Regions from separate parts of the Mus musculus genome. Here region 2 is linked to region 1. Evidence: chromatin contacts called from public capture Hi-C data. All regions are on one chromosome and are shown on one strand. The core of a region is the stretch at or near the end of the contact, and the rest is flanking DNA. Distances in the headings are between cores, read along the strand shown.

Region 1 (4,823 bases), core at 947-3,446:
TTTCAGCAAAATCTTGCTGGCATATGCAATAGTGTCTGGGTTTGGTGGCTGATTATGGGATGAATCCCTGTAGCCGCCTGCAGCCACGTGTACTGGGTTCCCCTGAAAGGCGGGCTGGGGCTGAAAGAGATCAGACCGTGAGAAAAGAACCAGGCCAAGACAAACCTTTCTGTTCAAAGCCTCTGAAGTTTACTGAGAGTCCATGCTTATAAAGAGGGTAGGCCCATCCCCTGCCAGCCCATTCTTGGTGCCTGGAGGCAGCCCGTAGGCGATCTACAGGGTGTGTTGCCGGAACGTCTCAGGGACTTTTCAGCAGGAAGCAGAGTCTTGGAGAAGAGCAAATAGAGCCATCAAGGTCAGAAGGCTCTACCCTAGTTATCTCCTTCTTAGTGGCAGCAAGGTCAAAGTCTGGATCAGCCTGCTTCAAGGCTGAGGGAGGCTACAGATCCCCACCAGCCTGATTCTTCTCTCCTTGAACTACACTGATTTGTGGCAGGATGGAGGGGGAGAGGGAGAAGGAGGTCAGCATCCCTCCTCCTCTAGGCAAGATCTTTCTGCATGACCGTAAACCACCACCCCTCTCAGACTGTCTAAGGCATTTCCACACACACCTTCACTGGGCTCACTTTCATTTCCCACGGGTTGATATTAGCAGGTTTTGGAATCCCAGATGAGGACAGCAGCATCTTGTCATGGCTCTGAGGGCCTCGGCTGCCACTCACTCTTGTTTGTTTGTTTGTTTTGATGCAATAGCTCACTTTGTAGCTCAGGCTGGCCTCAAACTAACGTGTGTTGGGATCACAGGCTTTAGACACCATACCTGGTGTACTGGCTGCTTTTGTGTGTCAACTTAACATATTAGAATCACCGGAGAGGAAGAAGCCTCAGTTAAGAAAATGCCTCCGTGAGAAAGATCCAGCTGTAGAGTATTTTCTTAACTACTGATTGATGTAGGGGGAGGGCCCAGCCCATTGTGGGTGGTGCCATCCCCGAGCTGGTGATCCTGGGTTCCATAAGAAAGCAGGCTGAGCAAGCCATGGGGAGCAAGCCAGTGACCGAGCCCTTCCATGGCCTCTGCATCAGCTCCTGCCTCCAGGATCCTGCTCTTCTTGAGTTCCTGTCATGACTTCCTCCAATGATCTGGAAGTATAAGCCAAATAAACCCTTTCTTCTCTAACTTCCTTTTTGGTTATGGCGTTTTGTCACAGCAATAAAACGCTGACTAAGACACCTGGCCTGCAGGGACTTTGTAGGCTCAGTTTTCTTTCTCTTTTGTGAAGTCTTGCCTATTAAATTCTCTAAGCGTTACACAATAATAAAACCACTTTCACTTTGATTTTTATTAAAAACATTTTAAATAAATATATTTATTAAATTATCTTAAAGAAAATATGTTTATTAAAATATTTTAATAAAAATATTTTTAAAAATAAAATGTTTCAAATATATCTAATCACTGCAAGAAAGTTTTAAAATCAGTAGCCACCAATTATCCTGTAGAGAACAAATGAAAAGGCCCGCCCTATTTGCTTTCTGTGAGCTGGTGAGCTCTCTTCACAGGGATCTGGGCACACATCTTCCTAAGTAAACCAACCCTCTCCGGCCATCTGACTCACTTCATGGGAACAACTTCTAATGCTGTGTTGGAGGCTGTGCCGCAAGTGTGCCCAGAATTCCTCCCCACCCTGCCCTGAACTTCACACTAATGGGCATCAGTTGCTTTTCCCGTCTTTGCTTTCCCAAGGTAACCCTTGGCATTTGACACTTACCCATAGAAGTCATGTGACTTCAGGCTTGGTTGTTTGTGTGGGCTTCTGTGAGCAAAATACTATCTGTACCACTAGCCAAAAGAATCTAAAAATAGACCAGAGACCCGTCTCTCAAAGGGCTTTGTTCCCCTTTTCTAATACAGCTTTGAAAAGCTAATGTTGCTGACTACTGGGTGTGTAGTGCCGTATTTTTAGGTTGACCAGCATCCAGCACAAAGGCGTTGGGACAGGGAGGAGGAAGACACTGCAAGAGAACATCTCATTTTACCCAAATGGGAGCATGGCGGCAGCTCCTCTTCAATCCCTCACTTTCCTTTCTCCTCCCAAACACAAGCACCAGCCGCCTCTGTTTCTTTAACTCCCACGAGGACTACAAACTCTGAGCTTGGCAGAGGTTCTTTCAGGGCAAAGCTGTTCTCTTGGAGCCCGGCAGCAGAATCATCCCTTCCGGGCTGGGAAATTGCTAAGGAGTTTCTGCCCACATGGGCAGGGAGGGGTAGAACGTGGGCTCGGGATGAATCGCAGTTGTTTTACTAAGGGAGTACATTGTAGTGAATGTGAACGTGATGTTCCCTCCCTCGATCCTTTTTCAGATTACTGTCCCCGCTCCCCGCCCCACCACGATACCGCCTTGCGTTTATGAGATCCGTATTGCTTCCCAAAGCCTTTATGCCTGCCTTTCAGCCAGTTTCTCTGTAGCTTTTCTTCATCTTCACCCCAGGTTTCATGCTATCATAGTTTAAAGCTCAGAGAGAAAGCAGGTGTTCTTATGCTACAAGGAAACAAGCCATCCTTCCATCCCTGCTCCGAGCATCTCAGCTGGAAGAAAAGGTAGATACATCATACTACGTCGTGTGTTTTAAGAAAGATTTTATTTTTATGTGTGTCTATGCTGGTCAGATTTGTGTGTGGGTGTCAACTTGACACAAACTAGAGTCACATAGGAGGAGGGCGCCTCAAATGAGTAAATGTTTCCTGTAGGTAAGTCTATGAAGGCATTTTCTTTTTTTTTTTTTTTTTTTTTTGGTTTTTCGAGACAGGGTTTCTCTGTATAGCCCTGGCTGTCCTGGAGCTCAGTTTGTAGACCAGGCTGGCCTCGAACTCAGAAATCCGCCTGCCTCTGCCTCCCGAGTGCTGGGATTAAAGGCGAGCGCCACCACGCCCGGCTTAAAGGCATTTTCTTAATTAGTGATTAATTAGTGATTCCTGCGGGGGAAGGCCCACTGTGGGTGGTGTCATCCCCTGGGCAGGTGATCCTGGGGTATATTAGCAAGCTATGAGGAGCCAGCCAGTAAGAAGCATTCCTCCAGGGCCTCTGCTTCAGTGCCTTTACTTCCTAGCCTGGCTCTCCTCAGTGATGGAGGATGTGTAGGCGAAATAACTCTTTCCACTCCAGGCTGCTTTTGATCATGATTCATCACAGCAGTAGGGAGCAAAGTAACATACTGTCTGTGTAAATGCATGCCAGGGTGCCCCGAGAGACCAGAAATGGGTGTTGGTCACCCTGAAGCTGGAGTTTCAGGCAGTTATGGGCATCTGATCTTGTGTGTCGGGAAAGGAACTCAGCTACTCAGCACTCCTCCCCATGGAAGCATCTTCCCTAACCCCTGTACTAAGCACTTTGTACAAGCCTTCCTAGTCTCAGAAGAGGAAACTGAGAAACTTGCCAAAATAGTTTGCTCAGATCACATGCAGTGCCACGAAGTTTGCAGCCTAAGGCCAAAGTACATAGTGTGTTTGTTTGTTTGTTTCCCTTTTGGTGTTGAGATTGAATTCAAGGCTTCACATAGGCTAGGCAAGCACATAATATGTGATGCCATGAAGAGAATGAAAAGGTTGGAGGCATAGCTCAGTGGTACAGCACTTGACTTGCTTGCACAGGCTCTAGTCTCAGTCTCCAGTCCTATAAACATACACATGCCATAAACATACACACACACACTTACATGAGTGTGCACACAGATACACATACATGTGTACACACATACTCATCATTGGTGAAAAAAAAAACCTAAACAAATCAAGGCCATAGATAGAACAATTTAAGAATGTATGCTTTATGAAGAATGGCAAGGGAAGGGGCCAGAGGGAGGTTCTGAGGACCTGAATTCCATCCCCAGAACCCGCATGGTGGAAGAAGAAATGACTCCTGGGAATTGTCTCCTCTCTCTCTCTCTCTCTGAATGAATAAATATTTTATAATAATAATAAAGAGTGGCTGGGGAAGCCTGTAAGGAGAGAATGGTGACCTAGAAGCTGAGGTGACTGTCCCTGCACACTCACCAACTGCACATGCTGGTGACTCCACATAATATTATTAGGATTCTGCACCTACAGAGACATACAGATGGGTCTAGTTGTAAAGTCAGAATGTGGCTAGAAAAAAAAAACTACATTTCATTTGGGGGACAAAAGTGGCCTTTAAAAAAAAAAAAGGTTTTGGTGTGCTGACCTGCAGAGATACAGGATGTGGCTGGATGGTTCAAACAGCAGGAACGGCTTTTCTCACAGCTTGGGAGGGTGAAAGTCCAGGACGAAGGCACAGTGTGTGTGCTTTCTGGTGTGGGCCCTTTTGCTAGCATACGTAACTGTTTTCTTCCAGCATCCTCAGATGGGAGATCTAGCTTTCTCAGTCTCTTCCTACACAGTAACTCCTAAGACAAGGACAACTGTCTACACTAATCCACACCACCTGATTTAACTGTAATCATCTTTTGGAGGTCCTGCTTCCAAACACCATCTCACGGAAGGGAGAGTTAGGGCTTCAACAATCTGTGGGAATGAAGACACAGTTCAGTCCTCCACAGAGATGTTGTTACTACTTGACAGATGAGGGAAAACAGATCCAGAGAGGTTTATTGGGTCCCTTGCCTAAAGTCACATGGGCAGAGCTCATGTCAGTTTTACCTCTTGAAGCCACTCTGAAGCTTCTCCCACAGAAGAGGAGATCTACTGGCCAGCAGGATTGCTATGGAAGGCACCCCAACCTCCCAGCATCCGGCGTCCCACTGAAGGTTTCAGAAAAGTGCATTCATCTTCTTTATTCAAATCATG
Region 2 (5,660 bases), core at 12-2,511, 800 kb after region 1:
TGGAAAAGGATGGAGCCCCTGGAAGGCTCCCTACCTCCCTCTGGTCTTCTAGTATGAGGCAAGAGAGGAAAGATCAGAGAGGAGTGGTACTGTGCTCATCACAAGGAACTCTCAGAGATACTTGGAACAAATGAGGGGGACAGTTACAGCAACACTGCTCCAAGCCAGAAAAGATCAGCCACCCCACCTTCCTTAGAGCTGTTCTCTAGCCTGCATCCATCTGAGACTAGGGAATGGGAATCTTGATTTTCTGGTCCAGGAGGGTTGCACCAGTTATCCCTATTGACCACTACAGGCAGAGCAAGATTGAGCACGTGATTCTAGTCAGGCCTTGCTTCCCACACGTCTTCCCTGAAGATCACATCCAACAAAGAACAGTTCTATGTTCTCACAGCCCTGAGTAATACATGGTCTCTAGTATTTCCACGCCATATTTAAAGCATTATTTATCTCTTGGTTCTAACTGTTGGACTTGTGGCCCCTAAGGATAAGAGCTGTACCTTTCTTTCTGTGCCTGGTCCTACAGCAAACTTATATGTCAGGGCAGATTGTGAGGAGAAAGGGAGGGGATGCCAACCCAGTGTGGTCTTGGTGAGGACAGAGTGACATGGTTCCTGAGCCTTGGACAGGATCCTGGTGTGAGCCTCCATGAGTGTCAATGGCTGCTGTGGGTGTAAGGCTTGTTTGTGTAATAATGTACTAGCAGTTGAAGACTCTTTCCTTCCAAGGAATATCCTCCCTGATAATATTAATGACTTCATGATAATTAAAAACAGCACATCCAGAAATTGAGGGTGTGGCTAAGTCTCAGCAAAATGGTAAACACTGGGACCTTCAGGACAGGCCTTAAGGCTATGGGAAAGAGCTCTAAGTACATGAAATCAAATATATATAATTTCTCAACTATGTAAAAATGTAACTATGCAATATGAATTATAAGGGGTTCACAATCTAAGGGAGCGTGGGCAGCTGCATTAATGAGCCAGTTTGTCAGAAAGAGTCAAAGGCAGGCAGATTCCTGAGTCCAAGGTCATTCTGGGACACGGAAAGTCCAGGCCCTAGTGTGGTAGAATTGGTCATTTCAGGGAGGGGTCCCACCCAACTACTTTCTCATCTGTGCTTAACAAAGGCAGGCAGGTCTCTGAATTCTTTTGCAATGTTAAGGAAAATGTATGCTTGCTGTCTCCTAGGAAACAAAGGTCTGGGGTCACTGGAATGCTGACTCATAGGATAATCAAAAGGAAACCTAAAGTAAATGCCTGAATTGATCTGTAAACAAAAAGACAGGCCTTTGGTCCTCTTGGTCTGTATGAGATGAGGTAGGCAGAGTGTGACAGAAGTGCTTTAGAATTTTCTCTCTCAAGGGCTGAGCTGTCCGAAATCTCTGGAGAGCAAAAACAGCTCTTCAACAATTTTTTTTCTAACAGGATTTCTGACTTGGATGAAAGATCCAATAATTTTTTTTATAGCAGCTTTTCTGACTTTGGTTAGAAAATTTATGAACTATCTCGGTTTCTTGTAGAATTTCTACTAGCAGAGAGAGCTGTCTCAACCAGAAAAATTTTTTAAAAAAGGAAGACAATGCTGAAAACACACACACACACACACACACACACACACACACACGCAAACACACACACACACACACACACACACGCACACACACACGCACACACACGCACACACATACACACACGCACACACACACATACACACACACACACACACACACACACAGCAATCTGAAAAGCCATTTCAACAGAACCTAGGTGGCCAGCTTGGACCCACAATTTGACTTCTGTAGGGGAGGTTCTGATGCTAAGGTCCTGTTCACCAACTGGTTCTTGATCTGTCAATAAAGAATGCCATGAGACAATTGCTGGTCAGAAGATACATGTGGGACTTCTAGGTTCTGGGAGGCAAGCAGGATGATGCAAGGAAGGAGAGAGGGAGTTCGCCATGCTTTGGAGAGAGAAGAACCAGGCAACCATGATGTGAGGTCTGAGGAGGAGTCATGGGCTGTTGCCACTCCTATAGGTGGATGGTTAGAGATGTTTATCAGGGACTAGATGCAACTGACCAACTAAAGATAGGGTAGTGGGAAGTTTTGAGCTAAGGGCATGTTTTTCCAGGTAAGAAATAGTAGCACCCAGCAATTGTGCCAAGAAGGCAAGCTGAAAATGAACAACTCTGTGTGTGTGTGTGTGTGTGTGTGTGTATCTTCTATCCTTTGATTCAAAGAAAGCTGGGAGGGGATTGGTAGCACAGCCTGTTCCCAGAGCTTAGGCAGGATAGCAAAAAGCTACACACAACACACTTTAAGTTGTTTGTTTTCACAGCTCCCAGACACCCCTTCTCTCAGAACTCCTCTTCCAAACTGAGACTGGTCCTTTGCGGAGGGTGGGATGAGGGATGTGAAGAGGTAAGGTGAGTGGGAAGGACTGGGAGGAGAGGAGGGAGAAGGAGTTTTGATTGGGATGTAAAGTAAATAAGCAAATTAATTAATGAAAAAAGCTGTATCTTTCTATGTTTGATATCTAGATAATCTGACATTCCAGAGATGTCTTGGATAGAAAATTCTAGGTAGTAGTTTGGGGGTGCTATGGCTATAGATTGATAGATAAACTTCTCTCATTCCAACTCCACTCTTGTCAATCAGTCAACCACCAGGAAAGTCTTCTTAAATGAGTCAAGCCTGAGAGTACATAATAGGAAGAAAATGAAAATAAGTGTAAGAAATACAGATTATAGCTAGGGAAGAGAAATACGTTCTGGTGATCTAGTTTATAATATGGTGACTGTTGGTATCAGGACCTCTGAAACCTGTGACATCACATAGGCAACAGTGCAATCTACACACCTGTTGCCAAGACAATGGCCACCATATTCCCAGAATCCATTGGGCTCACCTCCCACCTTTACCTGTGACCACGTTACCATCCATATATATAAGAGGAACAACCCCCCCTGTCTTTCTCTCTTCCCTCTTCTCTTTTCACCACCACCTTCCTTGCCCCTCTCTCTCCCAATAAACTTCTTACACATGGAACTGCTTTGGCCTGGTATGCTGTGTTCAGATATTCTAACACATCAGAGACCAGAGTTAACAATATGAACTGTTAATATATTTCAAATAGCTTGAGAAGAGGAATTTAAAAAAAAATGTTTTCCTTACAAAGAAACAACCTACGCAAATATCCAGGTTTGATGATTACACAGTTTATCCATGCAATGAAACACTGTAACCATAAATATAAAACATGAAATAAAGCTTAGAAAAGCTAGGAAAAGTGGATGAGAAGACATGGTTTCAAGATCCACTGTATGGATCCAATAAAAGGAGGGATTCTTCACCCATACTTTCACAGAGCTCGCTTTAAAAACCTTCTCCATGGGCTGGTGAGATGGCTCAGTGGGTAAGAGCACCCGACTGCTCTTCTGAAGGTCCGGAGTTCAAATCCCAGCAACCACATGGTGGCTCACAACCATCTGTAACAAGATCTGACTCCCTCTTCTGGAGTGTCTGAAGAGAGCTACAATGTACTTACATATAATAAATAAATAAATCTTTAAAAAAAAAAACCTTCTCCACTCTTGATTTCTCTAGTCTTCAGAATGAGAGCTACATTAATATAAAGCTGGAGGTGAAAGAAAACACGGTCCACGGCACACTTTATAAACCCATACAGCACAGAACAAAATGAGACTCTTGTCTGTTAATTGTGGGCAATGGGGAACCCAAGCAGGTGAGGACCACACTAGAGATGCTACCTCTGTACTCACAGTTCCAAAATCAGGATGTAGGATGTGGGGGACTCGTAGGTGTCATGGAGCGTGACATACTGAGGGTGCTGCAGGTGCTGGAGCAGGGCGGCCTCGTGAGCAGCCTGCTCCTTCTTCTTCATTTTTTTGCTCACAAATTTCACAGCAACATCTTTGCGGGTAGCTTTGTGAATGCATTTCTTTACAATAGAGAAACGGCCTCTGCAAGACAAAGTGGGAAAGGGTTTCCAAGATTTATCCCATCAGTCAGCAGGGCATCATTTACCAGAATATGGTAGGGTGTGTGCGTGTGCGCACATCCCAGATGCATCCCTGAAACAGGAACATCTGACAGGTTGAGTTCCCTAATTCAAAAATCGAAAATCCAAAATGCTCTAAGATCTGACACCCTTTGTGTGCAGACATGAAATTAATGTGGAAAGTTCCACGGCTGGCCTCACATGGTGAGTGACAAAGTACCGGTACACTAGCTACATCACTTGAAGACACCCTCAGGCAAAGGAGTACAAAAAATATAGGTGACTGTCGTTTTTAGACTTGGGTCCCAGACTCAAGACATCTCTTTGTGGACATGTACATAGTTCCTAAAATCCTTTGTGCAAAAACACTTCTGGTCCCAAGCATTTTGAAGAAGAGAGATCAAGCAATATTAGAAATCTTTCTGGGGCTGGAGTGATGGCTCAGAGGCTAAAGGTTCTGGCTGCTCTTCCAGAGGTCAGGGCTTACAGTCTCAGCATCCACAAGGCTGCTCACAGCCTTCTTTACTTCCAGTTCCAAGGTATCTGATGCCCTCTTCCTCTCCAGACACATATGTGGTGCATATACATAAGTGCAGGCACTTAACCGTGTTCATAAAAATAAATAAATTTGAAAAAAAAGAGAGAGAGAAATATTTCCTCCTGAGCCTGGTAATTTGGCTCAGGGCATAAAGGCACCTGCTATCTGAAGATATAGACCTGAAAGCCTGAAACTCACTTAAAAGCATGAGAGTACTGACTCCACAAATTTGTCTCTGACCTCCACACATGCACTGTCCACACATGCGCTGTCCAAGCATGGGATGTCCACACATGGGCTGTACACACATGCGCTGTCCACACATGGGCTGTCCACACATGGGCTGTCCACACATGCTCTGTCCACACATGCACTGTCCACACATGCACTGTCCACACATGCGCTGTCCACGCATGGGCTGTCCACACATGGGCTGTCCACACATGTGCTGTTCACACATGCTCTGTCTACACATGGGCTATCCACACACGTGCTGTACACACATGTGGTGTTCGCACATGCTCTGTCCACACATGCACTGTCCACACATGGGCTGTCCACATGTGCTGTTCACACATGCACTATCCACACATGGGCTGTCCACACATGGACTGTCCACACATGGACTGTCCACACATGAGCTGTCCACACATGAGCTGTCCACACATGAGCTGTCCACACATGGGCTGTCCACACATGAGCTATGGCATGCACTGCCCCCAAACCACATAACATACACATATGAATACACAACAAAGTGAAAAGAAACTTTTCCTTCTGTACATTTAATTTTATTATTATTATTATTATTATTATTATTATTATTAAAAACCCTTCTCTACTTTCTCAGTATCCTAGACTCTTTGAGACCCTGAAGGTAAACTAATATAATTTTTTAGCCAAGATATTTCTGTGCCATTTGGAGCATCAAATGTGGGTTTGTTTTCCTTTCTAAGCAGAATATACTTTTACACACAACAATGGGTTGGAGAGATGGCTTAGTGGTTAAGAGTCCTTGTTCCTGCAGAAGACTGGGGTTTAGTTCCCAGCACCCACAGGGTGGCCTCTTCTGGCCTCTGTAGGGACCAGGCATGCATGTG

What was found. Capture Hi-C pulls out chosen DNA fragments and counts their contacts.
Region 2: a capture Hi-C map of embryonic stem cells shows a contact between it and region 1, with 2.1 times the contacts expected there. The contact joins two enhancer-like sites. A contact is called at or near these places in 3 of 39 promoter capture datasets (the 3T3-L1 cell line, hippocampal neurons and pre-B cells), 4 of 115 datasets of contacts at active chromatin or transcription factors (embryonic forebrain, embryonic midbrain, large pre-B cells and 1 more) and 2 of 9 other capture datasets (adipose tissue and embryonic stem cells).

What each region holds. Positions count from the first base shown.
Region 1 is chr16:33,176,700-33,181,522 of GRCm38.p6, forward strand. It overlaps a transcript of Osbpl11 not described here. Among named protein-coding and RNA genes, the nearest start is that of Osbpl11, 6.0 kb to the right of the region's middle. Within about 2 kb of position 2,197, at least 157 of the 459 cell types and tissues checked have an H3K27ac peak or open chromatin away from gene starts, as enhancers often do. A contact at or near this core is called in embryonic stem cells, where this site is marked.
Region 2 is chr16:33,978,905-33,984,564 of GRCm38.p6, forward strand. It overlaps Kalrn (kalirin, RhoGEF kinase), which reads right to left. Exons shown (of 60, transcript NM_177357.3): 58 at 3,784-3,984. Among named protein-coding and RNA genes, the nearest start is that of Umps, 15 kb to the left of the region's middle. Within about 2 kb of position 1,262, at least 28 of the 459 cell types and tissues checked have an H3K27ac peak or open chromatin away from gene starts, as enhancers often do. A contact at or near this core is called in embryonic stem cells, where this site is marked.